Linked DNA regions of Sus scrofa: region 1 is linked to region 2. Evidence: chromatin contacts called from public promoter capture Hi-C data. All regions are on one chromosome and are shown on one strand. Each heading gives the region's core, a stretch centred on a gene start, on an enhancer-like site or on the middle of the called end of the contact. The rest is flanking DNA. Distances are from core to core; before and after follow the strand shown.

What was found. Promoter capture Hi-C pulls out the DNA fragments that hold promoters and counts their contacts.
Region 1: a promoter capture Hi-C map of liver shows a contact between it and region 2, with 3 times the contacts expected there. The contact joins the promoter of ENDOG here to the promoter of PKN3 in region 2. A contact is called at or near these places in 2 of 5 promoter capture datasets (fetal liver and liver), 2 of 47 Hi-C or Micro-C datasets (blood and fetal liver) and 1 of 2 datasets of contacts at active chromatin or transcription factors (alveolar macrophages).

The regions. Positions count from the first base shown.
Region 1 is chr1:269,150,444-269,155,729 of Sscrofa11.1, reverse strand. ENDOG (endonuclease G, mitochondrial) reads right to left here and starts at 1,775. Exons shown (of 3, transcript XM_003122208.4): 1 at 1,080-1,775. The coding sequence starts at 1,586. It overlaps TBC1D13 (TBC1 domain family member 13), which reads right to left. Exons shown (of 12, transcript XM_021069733.1): 12 at 2,674-5,286.
Region 2 is chr1:269,064,874-269,070,940 of Sscrofa11.1, reverse strand. It overlaps PKN3 (serine/threonine-protein kinase N3), which reads right to left and starts at 1,853. Exons shown (of 24, transcript XM_021069726.1): 1 at 1,530-1,853. The coding sequence starts at 1,553.

The DNA.
Region 1 (5,286 bases), core at 526-3,025, 85 kb before region 2:
GCCAGAAGATTCCAGGGTGGGGGGGGCAGGGGAGAGGTGAGGACAAGCAGAGGAAACAGATTCATGGATGGAAAGACACCTGGGCCACATGGTCATGAGGGTGGAGCCCAGGTAGAGCTCGAGGGGTTGCCAGCATAACCCCATCTAGAAGGGCCGAACAAGCATCCCAGGACTCACAAATGTCTCTTGGCTCCAAAGAGCCATATGAAGGAAAGGGGCAGATCTTCCAGAAATAGGCCGGCCCCGCCCCCAGGGCCTCATGGGAAGACCAGCTCTCTGGGCACCTCTCCTTGCCTTTTCCCTCAACTGATCCACAGGCAGAGCCCAGCCGGGAAGGTCATGAGTCTGCTCCAGAACCTGAACCCTCTGGTCCTCAGACAGTGTCTAATCAAACCGGGAGGGCACAGTGCTCCTGAGAGGTCACAAGTCAGGTCAGAGGCTACAGCTGACCCTACAGCTTCATCAGAGCCTGACATCCGTCCTCACATGCGTGTCAGGCCAGGATGGGAACACGGCTAGAGGTGGGCAGCTAGTCCAGGGTGCACAGTGACTGTTACGAACACCCAGTGCCTGCAGGGATCTTTGCTGTCACTCCTGGAAGGAAGGCAGATAGGACAATGGATGAAAGCTCAGGTTCCTCTAGACAGACTGCCTGGGTCTCCTCCCTCATGTGACACTGGGCCGGTCACTCGGTGTCTGAGACTCGCTTTCCTCATGATAGCTGGTACTGACCGCTTGCCATGGGCCAGGAAGCGTGCTCAGTACTTTTCTGTACCTGAATGGTGTTTTCAGTTCCTCAGCGCTACTGCAAGGGGTAGGTGAGTAACCGTTTTATCCCCATTTTACAGACAAGGAAACTGAAGATCTGGGAGGCCCCCGGGGGTTAAGATCAGAGTGCAGAGTGGATGCTCAGCGCCCCATCCCTCGGTCCCTCCCGCCTGCGGCGCGGTGTGACTCGCCAGGCGCCTGACCTAGGCGCACCCTCGGCAGCTTTCCCGCTTTGCAGAGAGCCTGAGGCTCGAAGGCGCGCAGTGGGTGGCCTCGCCTTCCGCCGCAGGGGCGAGGGGCCCAGGCGCTACCTGGGGCGCGACGTTGCTTAGGTAGAAGGTGTCGTCCATGGCCCTCTGGCTCCAGCGGTGGTTGGCGGCGGCGGCGAGGTGGCCGCGGTCGAAGCCGCTGCCGCGGTAGTCGGCGTTGGTGGCGCGGTGGTACGCATGCACTGAGTCGTCCTCATGGAAGTCACAAGAGCGGCGGTCGCCGTCGCCTCGGAGCCGCTCGGGCCGCAGCTGCTCGACCACCCACACGGCGCCGCGGGTGCGCGGGTCGTAACACAGCACATAAGACTCGCGGCTCTTCAGCTGCGCTACCCCAGGCAGCCCGTACTTGGCGAGCTCGCCGGGCCCGCCGCCCGCCGGGGCCCCGGGCACGGCGGGAAGCCCGGCCGCCGCCGCCACGGGCAGCACGGGGAGCCGGCTTAGCAAACCGGGCGCCTCCCGTGCGTCCCACCGCTGCCGCCGCCAGCCCTCGGCGGCTGCACCCAGCCCGGCGCCCAGCGCTAGGGTTAAACCCGCCCGCAGTAACTTCATGGCCGTGGATTCTGGCCTGAGCTGTGGAGGGCACTCGGCCCGCAGCTCCGAAAGAACGCCGCGACCTCCGGCGTCAGACCCGCGAGTTCTTAAAGGAGCCGCGCAGGCCTTCGGGGCCCACCGCGGGGACTGCGCCGGGTGGAGGCACTGGACGGCGGAACGTAGGCCCCGCCCACTCAAAGCCCGCCCCAAAGTGCAAAGGACTCCAACAGTGGGGGTCTGGAGCGGCCCTACGGGACCTCCCCGTGCCTTTTGCCCTTTTAAGAGGGAGCCCTGAGAGGGCGTGGCATCGCCGCTTCGACTCGTGACTGGCCGCTCCAGGGCTGGCTCCGCCCCGCCCCACCTCTTCTGCGTCAGTGCCGAGGTCCTACTTCAAGAGCTCCAGAGACCTGTCAAGCACTAGTCTACACTGCCTGTATTATGACTCGATTTAATCAAGAGCGCCGAGGGAGAACAAGGACAAGACTCCAGGTCTGAACGACACTGGAGTCTATGCTCCTAACCATTACATCGTAAGATAAGGCAAAAAATTTCTAGGAGATTAGCAAAGATTTTTTTTTTTTTTTTTTTTTTTGTCTTTTTGCTATTTTTCTTGGGCCACTTCCTTGGCATATGGACGTTCCCAGGCTAGGGGTCTAATCGGAGCTGTAGCCGCTGGCCTACGCCGGAGCCACAGCAACGCGGGATCCGAGCCGCGTCTGCAACCTACACCACAGCTCACGGCAACGCCGGATCGTTAACCCACTGAGCAGGGGCAGGGATCGAACCCGCAACCTCATGGTTCCTAGTCGGATTCGTTAACCGCTGCGCCACGACGGGAACTCCAGCAAAGATTTTAACACCCAGCGTGAGGACCGCGATGCATGCAGGTGGTATTACAAACTGCTGGCTGGATTCCGGAAGGCAGCTTGGCAGTCTGCATGAAAACCGTAAAAAGGTTCATACCTTCTAACTCACTTAGAGGACTGAGCTGGGGGAATAAACCTCGAATGCAATGATTTCAAACATGAACACTCCCCACAGTACTACTCATAATAGAGGCTGGGGAATAAGCAAAATAGTCAGACATAGGAACTGGTTTCAGACATTTTTAGCATATTAAAATAGTATATAGTGCATTAAAATATTTTAAAATCATACAGCAACTTGCTCAGCACCTAACCTGAGGGGTGAGACAATACACAAGAAAATGAGGAAGGTGACAATTACACACAAAAATCTACCTCTGGGAAGAAGACTAACATGTTATCAGTGATTTTCTCCAGACTACGGGTTATCAAAGACTTGATTGCTGCTGTAGTGCAGGTTCAACCCCTGGCCCAGGAACTTCCGCATGCCGAAGGTTTCGGCAAATTAACAGATAAGTAACTTGCTACGATCACAACATAACACCTTCTGCCCCAGTACAGCCTCCTCTCCCCCAGCTACAAACTGCAGTTATTAAAGAAGAGTGGCTCATGCTCTTCCAACAAAAATTTCCTAGCCTTTTCTTCTGCCTACTCTAAAGGCTTTTTTTGTTTTTGTTTGTCTTTTTAGGGCCACACCCATGACATGTGGAGGTTCCCAGGCTAGGGGTCTAGTCAGAGCTGTTGCCGCTGACCTGCGCCACTGCCACAGCAACGCCAGATCTGAGCCGCGTCTGCAACCTACACCACAGCTCACGGCAATGCTGGATCCTTAACCCACTGAGCGAGGCCAGGGATTGAACCCGCAACCTCATGGTTCCTAGTCGGATTTGTTTCCCCTGTGCCACGATGGGAACTCCTCTGAAAGCCTCTTGACGTCATCCCTGCTCAACTGTTTTTTCCAGCTCCAAGGTCTCAAAGGTTTCCAGCCCATCCCAGAACCAACGCCCACTGCAAAGAACACATGATTTATTAAAGACAACTTGTCATCAACAGCACTGATTCAAAGAACAAAACAAATGAAAAAACAAAAGCAGACTAACATTCTAACCCTTGGAGTGAGACCAGCTGAACTCAAACAGCCATTCTGTAAGTATCCAAAGTCCTGGGGGCAGCTTCCCGAGCAGGAAGCCCGGGGGTCTCTGGCTCTCTGGGGACCTCCCTTGAGTCTAGGGAGGGGGAATTGCCAAGGGCAGTTTTTTCCCTTGGGCAGTATCCCACTGGGGAGCTCAGCCTAAACTGGACATGGTCCCTGTGCTCTTCTGACCTTCATCACAAGATCAAAGACAGGGCAGGGGACCCAGGTCCTGCCGCTTAGACAAATTAGATGCAGTGATTCAAGTAGTAGGGCCCCGGGAGGGAAGGCAGAGGGACGGGCAAGAGGGAATGCATCAGGTGTCCTGGGCAGTGTCTGCTGGGCCCCAGGCTGTGAAGGGATCAAGTTGGGGCTGAACCACCAGCAACAAGTTCTGGGAAAAGGGTGAGCCAGGCTGCTGGGCAGCCGTGTCTCTGCCCCGAGCCGGGGTCTTGGGCTCTGGCAAGGATCCCAGCTGTTGTCTCCCTCACACCTAGTCCTCTCACAGAGTCCTCCCAGCCAGGACCTCCTGGAAAATCAGGCAGGTCCCAGAGGCGGGAAGAGTGGAAGACCCTGACCCCAACTTGTTTCTACCCTTCCAGCCCCACCCTTCATCAAATCGAGCACTTGCCAATCGCAATAAATAACTAGGAATCTGAATAAATAGCAAAAATCTCTCAAATACCTTGTTGGAAGAGGAGAAGGCATAAAGGCAAGTGCATGAAGTCCTACAAGCATCCAAGAGACAGTTTGGACAGGAGCTGCCTGGGGAAGCTGTTCCTGGCCACCATCCACAAATCCTGGCCATGACTCAGGAAGGCATGGGGGGGGGGTGGCTGGGGGCCCCTGCTGGCCAGTCTGAGATGAAGAGGCCCCATGCTACATGACCCAGCCTTCCAGGCACAAACCACCTGCCTCCTTAAACGAGGAGGGTACTAGGTTGGAACAAGCCAACCCTTCCCACAGCCCAGCAGTGGGAACTGCCAGCTGCTCCTATCCAGGACACACCTGCCCCAGATCCTGGAGCAGCCCAAGCACGTGACCACATGAGGGCCAGCACCTCCTTCAGCTCCCCTGCCTGGGGGAGACGTGGCTCTCCCGGCCCTGATGGCACCCAGCCATCGAGCTCAGCTCCGCCTGGCCCAGAGAGGCTCCCTCTGGTCCCACTTGCCCTGTACGGGGCTCACTTGCCCTGGGCCCAGACCCAGTAGCCATAGGAATGAATACCTTTGCCTCAGAAGCACCTGGATCCCAAGCCCCAGCACAGGATCGCATTAATGTCCTTTTCCTTTGGGAGAGATGGGCCTTTGGGGGAACCTCTGGGAGACTCAGCTAGCTCCACCCCGCCTCACCGGGCAGCTTCACTGGCCAATTCTCAGAGCTTTGGGTTTCCAAGAATTTTGTGGTGGGGAGGCACTGGGAGTGGAGAGCTGGGGGATGGGAACAAGCTGCAAAGGCCAAGGTTGACCTCCAGAAGCTCTGCTGAGCCAGACTCTTCATTCTGTCTCCAGGGTTCATGGGTGTTGGGAGGAGAAGAGAGAAGAGGCGGGGATAAGGCACCCCAAGAGAGAAGGGCAGACAGAGCGAGAGCCACACACACCCTCTGTGGAGGAGGTAGAGGGATAGAGGCAGAGGTGGAGAGGTGAGGAGACAGACAAGGAGACCTAGAGGGATTCACCTGCCTCTGGACACACAGACGCACGGACCAAGGAGAAGCAGA
Region 2 (6,067 bases), core at 604-3,103:
TCCAGGCCGAGGTCTGGGGGTCAGAAAAGAGGCTCGGCACTGCACAGGGACCTCCGAAATCACGCAGTAGAAGCCAGGGCTGTTCCCCTGACGTTCCAAAGCCTCAGGCGGCAAAGCAGAGGCACAGAGGAGCTGAGGAGGTCTTGGGATGGGGGGGGCTCCACTCCCGGCTCAGCTCCTGGCAGGAAGGAGAAGGCTCTTTCATGCTTCACCCCAGGTGGGAGCAAGAAAGAGGAAACCTCCTTCCCAGAGGCCACTTCCAACCAAGCGGTGCCAAAGCCAACCTCAGCCCGGGGTAACCCATGACGGACGCCCCACCTCAAGGACTCTCCAAGGGCCTCTGTCTTACCTCTCGGCTCTCCATCGCCTGAGCCCAGTGGAAGGGGTGACCACCCCAGCCTCAGGGACCCCCCACCCCAGGCCTCCTCTGGCCCACTGGCCAGCCTGTCAGAGGGCAGGGGCGGGCCTCAGGAAATCCTTTGGCGGCCCTAGGCCAGAGGGCCAGAGCCAAGGGCCTGAGCAAACAAAGATCCCATGGAGCAGGGGGCCCGGCACCGGGGTCCTGAGTCACCCAGCTGCCGCTGCTGGGCGGAGGTTAACAGGAAATCGGAAAATGTGTACAAGCCACTGCTGGAACACGCAGAGGGACCTCCGGAGGAAGGGGGAGGGAGGGGGCAGACGCAGGCCTGCAAGTTGCCCAAGGGGTGGGGGCCCTCAAGGAGTCTTATTGAGGACACCTCACCCTTTAGCTGAGCCCAGGGTCCTGCCTGCTCGGGGCTGGAATCCTGCCAAGTGCGCACACACCTCTGGGCTGGGCCCTATCGGGAACACCAACGTCCCCACCCCCGTTTGCTCTGGGCTAGAACTCCACCTCTCCCTCCCCAAGAACAGACACACAGCCTTGGTCCCTGTGTCCACCGCGAACCTATTGCCAGCTCCGGCAGGAACCCCGCCTCCTCCTCGCCATTTCGGCTGGAACCCTCGGTGTGCCCGAAGGTTCCCGCCTGGGCGCCGGGCTAGGCCCCTCCCCCGCCGGTCCCCACTCCCCGCCTGGCTTGCAGGTTCTAGGAAGGACCCCACTCGTACGCCGGATGGGCCCCTCTGCCTGCCGCACACATTCCTCTCCCCCCAGGACCAGTCCCTCGGCGCCCGCTGGGGCCCCCCCTTTTGCTTTTCCAGCGGATGCCTTTCGGTCCCACCTGGAAGAACCGATCTGGGGAAACTTTAGGGCCCACCCTGGTGGCCCTGACTGCAGATTCAAATGGCTCCTGGGCTGGCTTGACTGGAGGCTCTGAGTCACTCGGAGGTGATATGGGGACGTTCCCAGGGGGCACGAAGCACGTAGGACTTAACCCCCGTGCTCAGATCTGCCCTGCCAAGGTGTAGGGGGGCCCAGAGCAGGGGCTGGAAAGGGGCACAGGGAGGGGCTGGGGACACGGCTGGAGCACGCGGCGCCCGGGGCGGTGAATGAGGCTCCCCCCACCCCCCCGGCCCGCGCCCACAGCCGGTCCTCTCCCGGCGCCGTTCACCTGCGGCGGCGCCCCCTCCTCCATGGCGTCGCTGCGGCCGCTCGGCCCCTCCTCTCGACCACTCCGGTTCCGGAAGCCCCGGCCCCTCCGCCAAGGGCTTTCAAACTTAAAACTTCCCGGGAAGCGGCGCCGGAGTCGCGGGATCGGGCGCCCCCTCCGGAGGTCCGCTGGCCTTCGCGGGACCTGGGACGAGCGCCGCCTCTCGGCCGCGCCGGATCCGCGCCCCGGACCCAACTCCTGACCCCGAGGGAGGGATTTGGAGCCCAGTGGCCTTCACCTGCGGCCGCAGTTCCCGCTCCGTGCGGCACTGACCCCGGGATACAAGGACAGGAAGGGCTATTTCCCAGGACGGGGTTCTCCAGTTGCCCCACGCGCGCCCAGAGGGGCCGGCCCCGGGGGTGGGAGGGACAGCACTGCCTGCCAGCTGGGGGCAGGCAGTGCCTGTGTGGCTGGTCCACGCTGGACCCGGTCAGCCTCCTCCTCCTCTGAACCCACCGCACGCTGGCTCCCACCCCGAGTCATTTTTTTACCCCGCAGTCACTGGTGTAAAATGGGCTAATCCTGTTGCTCCCTGTCTATAGTCACTGTAAGAACATAATTGTTGGAAAATAAATTCTCAAATTATACCAAATTACAAATGAATCCAGGAGTTCCCGTCGTGGCTCAGTGGTTAACAAATCCGACTAGGAACCATGAGGTTGTGGGTTCGATCCCTGGCCTTGCTCAGTGGGTTAAGGATCCAGCGTTGCCGTGAGCTGTGGTGTAGGTCGAAGACGTGGCTTGGATCCCGAGTTGCTGTGCCTCTGGTGTAATCCGGCGGCTACAGCTCCGATTCAACCCCTAGCCTGGAAACCTCCATATGCCGCAGGTGTGGCCCTAAAAGGACAAAAAAAAAAAACCCAAAAATCTCGCAGGACTCCTGCCCCATCACTTGGCTAGACTGGAGCCTTCCGGTTTAGTGGTTCAGACTATGCTATGTAAACAGGAGGCACTTTTACACACTGAGGAAAAGCCATCTCAGAAAAGTAACTAGGCATCCTGGCAATGGGTTGCCTATGTAGGGGACCCTGGTTCTTTACTTCCAGCACGTTGTGCCAGGACTTCACTGGAAGGAGCCTCATCCAAGGGGCTGGAAGTGAGTAAGGGTCAAATACTGAAGGTGGCTTATTTGCTGACTTGGAAGAGGTGTCCCCGGCACTCTTACAGGAGGTAGCCATGGCAGATCCACTTTGTTCTGCCATGACCACCTCCTGCACAGTGGACTGGAACGTGAGATCGGCAAAGCCTGGGCAATCCTGGAGTTGTCCTGCAATGGGAAGTCAACCAAGAGACATCAATATATGCAAAAGCAGGAGTTCCCTTCGTGGCTCAGTGAAAACAAATCTGACTAGCATCCATGAGGATGCAGGTTCCATCCCTGGTCTCACTCAGTGGGTTAAGGATCCAGAGCTGCCGCGAGCTCTGGTGCAGTTCAAAGACATGGCTTGGATCTGGTGTTGCTGTGGCTCTGGCGTAGGCCAGCAGCTACAGCTCCGATTAGACCCCTAGCCTGGAAACCTCCATATGCGGTGCACACACAAATGCAAAGGCAAGTTAGCTCAATGGGGCACATGACAATTTTACAATCAGAGGCAAGTGTGACACTTTTATATACACATACAAACCAGGGTTGTTGAAGGCTAGATATTTAACACTTAGTAAGCTAGTCAGGCATACAGTAGGCTCTTTTAAGTGGGAGTTACCAAGCTGCCCATAGCTGAATGTTAAGAAATAACTTGGTGGTAAAAAGACTATCTTTGGGTTCTGACTGTAGGTTGTAAGATTTTAAGAACATGAATCTAATGAGTAAAGTTCCCCCTTTTGGGAGGGCCTCTATTTCCTGTCTTGAGGATCACTTATCCAATCCCACAACCAGAAAGCTTAATTACGTAGAGCTCAATGACTTCTCAACTCTGCTGTGAAGTGTTTTCACCGGCTCACTGGCCACTAAGGAAAAAAAGAGTTCAGAAGCAGAAACATCCATCTGTCCTAAGGAACCCCGAGCTGGGCAAACCTAGAACCCTGGGCTGATGGATGAGTCTGACCAGAGATCTGTATCTTTTTTTCTTTTTAGGGTCACATGATCCCAGCCTTCCTAGATCAAATTGGAGTTGCAGCTAGCAGCCTACCAGTCACAGCAACACAGGATCTGAGCCTTATCTACGACCCACACCACAGTTCATCACAACTCGGATACTTAACCCACTGAGTGAGGCCAGGGATTGAACCCACAACCTCAAGGATACTAGTTGTTTTTGTTACCCCTGAGCCACAAGGGAGCTCCCAGACAGGTGCATCTTACATGTCTGATGGCAATGGTACTTTATGGAATTTTAATTCTAAGGAAAACTTAAGTTCATGTTCGTGTTCAACGTCCAGTGGATAGTGAACAGCACAAACCAACTCTGGCTAACAGGCTGTTAAAACTGTCAAAATCAACCTGAAAGGATCTGTCCCAGGACACATAAGGAAACATTTACACCCTTGTATACACATTTTTGTCCTTCTCAGTTTTGCAAACATCAATCCATCTACCTTTAGATTTGTCTCACTTGGACCATATCTGAGTACACATCCCCAACTAATAAGGTTGGCACACACCCTCCACTTTAAAAAGTCTTTTTTTTAATGGCCACACCCTAGGCATGTTAGTTCCTGGGCCAGGGATTGAATCTTGAGCTTCAGCTACAACCTATGCAAAGTTGGATTCTTTAAGCCATTGCAAGAGGCTGGGGATTGAACCTGAGCCTCCACAGCAACATGAGTCCCTGCCTGCAGCTGGGTTCCTAAACCACTGCACCACAGTGGCAACTCCATTAAGTTCTCCCGATTCTTATTCTAATCACAAAACTATACTCCTTTTTCCCTCAGGGTCACCACTAAGTAAACTTTTTGGACTTCTCTGGTAGCACAGCAGGTTTTAAGGACCCAGTACTGTCACTGCAGCGGCTCAGGTTTGATCCCTGCCCTAGGAACTTACACATGTCATGGGCATAGCAAAAAAAAAAAGTAAACTTTTATGTCTTCATTAAGTACAGCCACCTATACAAAAAGGTTACTGCTGGGGCAGAGGATAAACTTCAAAATGCGATGTTGTGTTTTGTCTTTCTAGGCCCATACCTGTGGCATATAGAGGTTCCCAGGCTAGGGGTCCAATCAGAGCTGTAGCTGCCAGCCTACACCAGAGGCACAGCAAAGCTAGATCCTTAACCCGCTGAGTAAGGCCAGGGATTGAACCCGCATCCTTATGGATGTTAGTCAGGTTCACTGACTGCTGAGCCACGATGGAAACTCCAAGATGTCGTGCTTTTTAAATAACTGGAATAATTTGCTATTAATTAATCTCCTGAAGAGCTTGTCTCAATCATCAGGAAATCCTGAAAATCTTCATTTTCTTTGCAACAGAATTCCATTCTTGCCTTGCCTAGAAAGCATTCATAAAATCTAACCTAAAAAGGGGGGGGAGGGACAGAGAAACCAAACCTGTTATAAACCTGCAGTATTATAAAGCAGTAATGATGAAGACTACCAAATTATGGGGGTTCCCGTCACGACTCAACAGTAACAAACCCTAGTATCCATGAGCATGCAGGTTTGATTCCTGGCCTCACTCATTGGGCTGAGGATCCGGCGTTGCTGTGAGCTGTGGTATCGTCTGCAAACTCCGCTGAGATCCCACCTTGCTGTGGCCGTGGCATTGGCCAGCAGCTACAGCTCCAATTTGATCCCTAGCCCGGGAACTTCCATGTGCCATGGGTGTGGCCCTAAAAAAAAAAAAAAAAAAAAAAAAAAGCCACAGAAACATAATTGTACAATCCTCTGAAGCCCCCAAACTCCCAAGAATGAAGTCACAAACTCATACCTTTTAGTTCCCAGCCAACAAAGTGAAAAGCAGGTCAATGTAAAGCAAATTTTTCAGCCCGACAAAGTAAGGTACTCCACAGACATTTAAACGCTACATTCCAGAACCTACCATGGAGGGCAGGGGGCACAGATTAAGTCTTTTAAAAAATCAATACATCATTGAACAATCTCAATTGCTGAGTACTCCTTGACATTTTGAAACTAAATGAAGACACATCACAAGCTTCTGTCCCCTATGCCCCATTTCTTATTTAAGTTCCCCTCACAAGCAGGGTATGGCACAGCTTTGGAAGAGGATGTCCCAGAGAAACTACAACAGCCACTATTTGCTCTTTTGCTTTTAAATGCCCTTGTACAAAAGGGGCTTTAGACATTCACCTAGCACTTTCCAAAACATACTTGCCCAAGGGCCAGCCCCCAAACTGTTGCAGTTGTGAACAAAGTGCACCATCTCCTTTGCAGCCATTTTCCAGTACACTAAGCTTGCCCTCCTGCTGTCTCACAGCCTCACAGATCTCACACTCCTTCAGATTTACAGAGCTCTAGAAGGTGGTCTCTATAACTGGGAGTCAATTAGCTTCAGGGCTGTTTCTTGACCACATCTCCCAATATAAACCTTATGAAACTTTAGTATC